2 separate regions of the Mus musculus genome follow, and region 1 is linked to region 2. Evidence: chromatin contacts called from public Micro-C data. All regions are on one chromosome and are shown on one strand. Each heading gives the region's core, a stretch centred on a gene start, on an enhancer-like site or on the middle of the called end of the contact. The rest is flanking DNA. Distances are from core to core; before and after follow the strand shown.

The links. Hi-C and Micro-C count contacts between places; a contact is called where the count stands out from the background.
Region 1: a contact with region 2 is called in a Micro-C map of muscle stem cells, with 3 times the contacts expected there. The contact joins two enhancer-like sites. A contact is called at or near these places in 2 of 39 promoter capture datasets (the SN4741 cell line and macrophages), 2 of 15 datasets of contacts at CTCF or cohesin (hippocampal excitatory neurons and large pre-B cells), 65 of 484 Hi-C or Micro-C datasets (the 3T3-L1 cell line, 3T3-L1-derived adipocytes, 8-cell embryo and 42 more), 9 of 115 datasets of contacts at active chromatin or transcription factors (the HPC-7 cell line, T-cell acute lymphoblastic leukemia, astrocytes and 6 more) and 3 of 9 other capture datasets (adipose tissue, liver and pancreatic islet).

What each region holds. Positions count from the first base shown.
Region 1 is chr2:31,788,811-31,792,094 of GRCm38.p6, forward strand. Abl1 (c-abl oncogene 1, non-receptor tyrosine kinase) reads left to right here. Exons shown (of 11, transcript NM_009594.4): 5 at 1,461-1,545; 6 at 1,852-2,029. Among named protein-coding and RNA genes, the nearest start is that of Qrfp, 20 kb to the right of the region's middle. Within about 2 kb of position 1,576, at least 9 of the 459 cell types and tissues checked have an H3K27ac peak or open chromatin away from gene starts, as enhancers often do. A contact at or near this core is called in muscle stem cells, where this site is marked.
Region 2 is chr2:31,899,768-31,903,154 of GRCm38.p6, forward strand. It overlaps Lamc3 (laminin gamma 3), which reads left to right. Exons shown (of 28, transcript NM_011836.4): 3 at 708-838. Among named protein-coding and RNA genes, the nearest start is that of Lamc3, 14 kb to the left of the region's middle. Within about 2 kb of position 2,099, at least 29 of the 459 cell types and tissues checked have an H3K27ac peak or open chromatin away from gene starts, as enhancers often do. A contact at or near this core is called in muscle stem cells, where this site is marked.

The DNA.
Region 1 (3,284 bases), core at 326-2,825, 110 kb before region 2:
AGGTATCCATGGTGTGTCACCGGGTACTTCAGAGTGCTGCACACTAGAGCCAGACTCGCTTTTGGGAAGCTGAGGAACAGAAGAGACTTGAAGAGCCCAGCAGCCAGTGGTGGGCGGCATGGGATGAATGTCCTCCGCACAGCTGGGCAGCAGCAGCCGCATGCTGTGGTACATGAGAGCAGCCCATGCTGTTAAAGAACAGTAGACAGCATCTCCATAGTCTTTTAGAACCCATGTTTGGTGATAACACGTCATCACGCTGGCTCTGGTCGTGATTTGCTTCTCATTGTGGCTGACCAAAGCGGAAAAGCACCAAGAACAAAAGCACACTTAGCATGAGGTCTGATGAGGCTCTCTGCCCAGGGAAGCTGATTTTCATGAAACCTCTTCCGTACCACACAGGCAGACTCCCTGCAGACACCACATGTGGCCTACTGTCCTTGCCTCCAGAGCCTTGTTCTTGCAGCTAGGGAGACCCTGCCACTCACTGTTGCTGCTTCCTGCTTGTGGGAGTTGATTCAAAGCAACAGTGGCTTAGGTTTAAGGAGGCCGAGGAGTACAGACCACAGCCCTTCAGACTCAGCCTGGAAAGGGTCCATCTCTGGCCCTGTGTTGTGTGACCTACACAGATGGTTCTCTGCGTGCTCAGAGAGCTGCTGGTAAGACTGATTTAGAATCTGGGTGATTGACCCCCTAGTCAGTGATGATTGCTTCATTAGGTGCTCATGGCAGTGCATAACTAAGTAGCTCAGGGTCTATCTGACCTGTGAGGCACTCTGGAAAGTGGATCTCTCAAGCCAGCTGCATTTCAGATTCTTCACACTGTTTCCTCTTTTAATGTTAAGGGTGTTGGGTCAGGAAGCAAACAGTACTTGTAAAAATAGTTCTAAGACCCCACAGAAGGTCCACAGCAATACCAGGCCACTCTGACCTATGGCCCATTGACTCACTGGGCCAGACAGGATACCTGACAGGAACATCTGAAGGGAGAAAAGATCCAACTTGGCTCATGGTGTCAAAGCTTTCAGTCCACCACTGCAGAAAGCATGGCAGAGCGGCTGTTCTTTGGTGGCAGGAGTGTGTGACACAGTTGTTCCCATGATTGTAGCCCAGGAAGAGAACCAGAGACTGGGTCTGACCTTTCGAGACCTGCCTGTAATGAGAACTCCTCCCAAGCAAGCCCTAGCTCCTGAGGGTTCCACAGCCTCCCACAATTGCTCCGTCAGCTTGGGGGCAGCTGTTCACAACATGAGCCCTGGGTGAGAATTTGCCCCACAGGAGTCTTCACATCACCAGGACAAGACTCCTTGAGCCTCTCAAGGGCAGTGTATCCAGTGCTCATCAGAGGCAGTGGCCTAGACTGAGGGGAGGTTGTCACTGCCTTAGCCCTTGAAGCTGTCTTCCCTCCTAGGCACTTCCTTGCTAAACAGATCTCATGCATCTGAACTTCCCTTCTGCAGGAGGACACCATGGAGGTGGAGGAGTTCCTGAAGGAAGCGGCGGTGATGAAGGAGATCAAACACCCTAACCTGGTGCAGCTGCTAGGTAACCAAGCACGGACTCAGAAGAGGAGCCGCCACTGCTGGCTCTGCAGGGCTCTGCTCCAAATGTCTGGCTGAGTGGGCACCCCTTCCTGATAAAAGAGAACTGAGTGTTTCAGGGCGTGTGGGGAGGTCAGACTAACCATGCTTTGTCTGCTCAGTTCTTCATGTGGGGTCTGGGGTCAGGCCTGCGTGGCAAGTGCTTTTATCCACTGAGCCCTCCTACCAGGCCAGGACCCCTTTTAGTGCCAGACTTTCCTAGGGCTCCTTTCCCTGAGCCACATGCTGAAGCCTCTGTGTCTGTTGTCAGGGGTGTGTACCCGGGAACCACCATTCTACATAATCACTGAGTTCATGACCTATGGGAACCTGCTGGACTACCTGAGGGAGTGTAACCGGCAGGAGGTGAGCGCCGTGGTACTGCTCTACATGGCCACACAGATCTCATCAGCCATGGAGTACTTGGAGAAGAAGAACTTCATCCACAGGTAGGGCTGGGTAAAGCAGAGGACCCAGCTGTGCGGTCTTAGGGCTCAGCCCCAGCCTTGGTCCTGGCAGACACAAGTGCCTGACGTAAGCGCTGCTTGCGGGACTAAATGCTTCAAGGCCTGGGCCAGTGGAGCAGCTAATCCCTGGGGAAAGAAGTGTTTCATTTCTGAGCCACTTCGGATTTAGTTGAATATTAAATGAAATTCGTAAAAGGCCTTCTTCCTGATAGTCTTGGTTCCCTCTGAAACCGAGCATTCCTGAGGCCAGCACTCACTCGGTAAAGCCTCTCTCTGCCTGGGCTTAGCTTCATTGTGTGGCTTTTCCTCCTTTTCTTTGTGTTTCCTTGCCTACCAGCTGTCACCGGGTTTAGGGATGTTTCCATGGCTGGAGAATTATATACATGCAAGCCGGTTGCTGTTTTTAAAACCCAGAGTGTTTTGACCTTCAAGTGTGCCACAATTATCTGGGTTTGCATGCTTTGCTGGTGGAAGTGGCTTCCTAGCAGAGTGACAACCTGTGCAGGAGGGAGCCTGATGGGCTTGGCCCAACTCCGTCATGCAAGATGTTCTCCACGCCACTGTGGTGACCTTTCCTACCCAATTAACTCAAGTGTGAAACCTCAACATGAGATTTCATAGCCAGGAATAAGTAGCGTGTATGAAATGCTGGCAGCCCCTCGGAAGACAGATCTTTTTCTGCTCCACGAGAGCCCAATCCAAATGCTCCTGTCGCTCAGCAAAGTGTAGCCTCTGATGCTGCAAATTGAGATTTCCTGACTTCTGGCTCGCCTTGCATGGCCAGCTCCGTTCCCCCTCCATTCACATACTAAAAATGCCTTACCAAAAATCCTATTAGGCACAACTCTTGTGTGTTTAATTTTTCTCTCATTGCTGGTGATCAAGCTGTATCACGCAGTCGTTGCCCTGAGCTGCCTCATACTCTCATTCCTTGGTTCCCAGTTACCTCAGGACTTCATGGTTAACAGCCATGAACCAAAGATTAGACCCTTCCTCCCGTGAAGATTCAGGAGGTGATTATATGGGAGAGTTTCTCAAACACTTGAGTCAACATCAGGAAGCAAGAAGAAAGTAGGGATATCACATACAGCTGCCCAAGGCACACCCTGTTACTGTCGTCATTTTATATGTGAGGTAATTAACAACTCCAGGTCATGGGACAGGACCTGCCCCCATTGCCACCCTGTCTGCTTGTGGTGTTGCTGCTGTAGCCCGACTGGTATTTGCTGAGGAACTG
Region 2 (3,387 bases), core at 849-3,348:
CCTGGGTTGAATTAAAACGTTGATTAATATTCAGCCGGAGCCGCCTCTGATTATAACAGCAGGCGGATGGAAATGTCACTCTCCACGTGCATCCCCCCACTTCCTCACCACGCGCTTCCACGGGGAAGCTGCGCATCCAGCCCGTGATCAGCAAGAATCTTTCAAGGGTCTGCTCTGTGCCAGGCAGAGCCCAGGGGCTCTGGCTTGTGGGGCTCATGTTCTGGGGTGTCAATCCTCTGCCTATGAGGAGCTACAGGGAGAAAACAGAGCAGGAGAGAAGGCAGGTGACCCACACGTAGGGTCTCAGATGGGCTTCCTCAGCCACTGTATACACAGGCACACACACACACACACACACACGCGCGCGCGCGCGCACACACACACACACACACACACACACATGTCTGTGCAGATGCCAGGCCCTGTGACCAGTGGCTAACGTTACCACACTCCTCCTCCTTCTCACACCATCAGGGGAGCTAACCCAGCTGCATTTTGCACATAGAGAAACAGAGGCACCGAGACATTGGGCCTTGTCGCAAGATTGACCCAGGTCTCCTAATTTCAGGTCTGTCCTCAGGATTTGTCTTGGCCAGCTGGTCCCTGTGCCCCACGGCCACCCCCACCTTCCGAGGACCAGTGGGCAGGATATCCCAGGGGAGCAGGCCAAGAATACTTACTCATGGTGTCCTTGTTTCCTTTCCCAGGAGTGGGTCACCAGCACTGACATCCTGATCTCTCTAGATCGGCTCAACACGTTTGGGGATGACATCTTCAAGGACCCCAGAGTGCTCCAGTCTTACTACTACGCTGTGTCTGACTTCTCTGTGGGTGGCAGGTAGGTTGGAAGCAGGGCACAGGACCAGGGGGAGGCGGGCAACAGGCCCCACCTCAGGTCTATGAGCCACAGAGCAGCTGCTGGTAAAGTACCTGGGGTGATCCAGATGAGAAATAAACAGGACCCCCAAAACCTGTATGCATTTGAAGCCTTGCTGCTGGCTCCCTTCTGCCTCCACAGGCTACCCCCATCACGTTCCCACCAGGAAAGAGAAGAGACAATGAATTCCCACCCCAGGCCTGTAGCTGGCATATCAGACATGAATCCAGCAGCTCTCAATAAACACATCAGTGTGCCCCAGTGTGCCCGAAGGCCTGACTCAGTTCTGCAGAACAAATGCTAGGGGTGCCCTGGGCAGAATGCCCAACAGAGGCACCTTAAGGAAGGAAAGATTTTGGCTCACCAAAGTATAGTTGGAGGGTCCAGCAGCATGACGGCAGCAAGTGAGTCAGAGGGAGGTGAACACAGACATGTAGCTTGCTTTCTCATTATCCACCCGGGACCCCAGTCAATGGGACAATACCTCCCTCGCTCAGGACTCAGGCTGGGTTGTCCCTGCTCAGCAGACCCTCCCAGAGGTTTGTCTCCCGGGTGATTCTAGATCCTGTCTGGTGGACAATATGAGTCATCCATCCTTGGTACAGCAGTGTGGGACAGGGTGAGGACAGGGAGGAGGCAGAACCTGCAAGAGGCAGGGAGCTGGGACCATGATGATACTGTCAGGGCCGGGAGCCTGGGCTGACCTGTAAGAAGATGAGGATGTAGCTCAAAGTGACAGGTAGTGAATGTGGGCTGACAGTGAGGATGGCCCCCAGATGCTGGGCTCCCACCATGCAGAGATTCCTGGGCGATGTTAAAGATGGAGGAGGTGGGGAGGAGCTTGTGCCCAATACCTTGCCCTTCCATGGAAGACTATGTGTGAGAGGATCTCAGGGGACACAGGTGAGAAGCTACAGATGACCCACACACACTGTAAGTCAGGTCAGACCTCCCAGCAGGACTCCAAAGACAGTCATGACCTCCATCTGCTATGCCTGCTGTGAGGGGCTGCAGGCCAGAGAACATCTGGGTCCCAGCTGCGGGACCCAAACCACCCTGGGCCCCACAGCTGGCTGTGAAGGCCACTCTCAGGAAGGAACAGCACCTTCCCTTGGGTCAGAAGGATTCATGGGGGAGCAGGAGCTTGCAGCATCCTCTCAGGGATGGAGTATACTTCCTTAGTTCCCGTGGTGACCACCTGTCTTCCATGACTGACTGATGCTGACTCATTCCTACCAGCAGCCACAGGGTGTTGCTGCCTACCCCGAGCTCATGAACAAACAGTACCAAAACTCTGTGTTCCCAAATTAGAGATGGGGCCCTGGTAATGGCCAGTTATCCCACACTGCCCTCTGAGGACTTGACTTTGGGAAGCCAGGATGGGCTCTGTCTTGTGCTCTGTCCCTCAGTGTCTGCTGCAGCTGGGGAGTACAAGTCCCTCCCACCTCCAAAGACACTCCCACTTCCAAAGATACTCCCACTTCCAAGGACACTCCCACCTCCAGAGACACTCCCACTTCCAAGGACACTCCCACCTCCAGAGACACTCCCACTTCCAAGGACACTCCCACCTTCAAAGACTCTAGAGAGGTCTGATGCTATTTGTGGGACCTCATCTTAAGCAAGGCAGGAGCAGGCCACCATGGGCTCTGAGCCACCAGTGATGGTGGCCACACAATGTCAGCCTCTACCCGGCACTCTACATTACCCACCTCCCAAAGCACATCGTTTTGTTTTTGTGGACTTCACGTCCCTTGACCTTGTGGGTGTCATGGGAATGCAGGCCCAGGGCGCAGACTCTGCCGCCTACTTGGAAGCTTTCCCCACTGCATTGGACACTCCTTTCTTGCTCTTTTTGACACAATTGCAGAATTACCTGAGGTGACCCCAGCCCTCGAAGGATTGACCCTGTGACCTCTTGCCCTCCCTGACCCAGGAAGCTGAATTGACTTCTCCCTGAGCCCCAGGTTCCCCCAGAGTTCCCAGGCAGAGACCTTCTGTTGCAGCCTTGGACAGCCTTCCAGGCCTCAGTTTCTCAATCTGCTCAAAGCTGACAACAGGAGGCTGGCGAAGACAGGTGTGCTGGTTAGCTAGAATTTTGTCAAAAAGACACAGGCTTCAGTCATTTGGGAAGAGGAACCCTCAATTGAAAAAAATATATATCTCCACCAGACTGGCCTGTAGGCAAGTCTCTGAGACAGTTTTTTTTAAAATGGCTGACAAGCTGGGCTTGGTGGTGCACGCCTTTAATCCCAGCACTCGGGAGGCAGAGGCAGGTGGATTTCTGAGTTCGAGGCCAGCCTGGTCTACAAAGTGAGTTCCAGGACAGCCAGGGCTACACAGAGAAACCCTGTCTCGAAAAACCAAAAAAAAAAAAAAAAAGGTTGACATGGCATTATCCAGCCCACTGTGGGTGGTGACATCTCTGGGCAGGTGGTCCTGTGTTATACAAGAAAGCAGGCTGAGGAACTCATGGAGAGCAAGCCAGTATGCAGCATTCTCTCATGGCC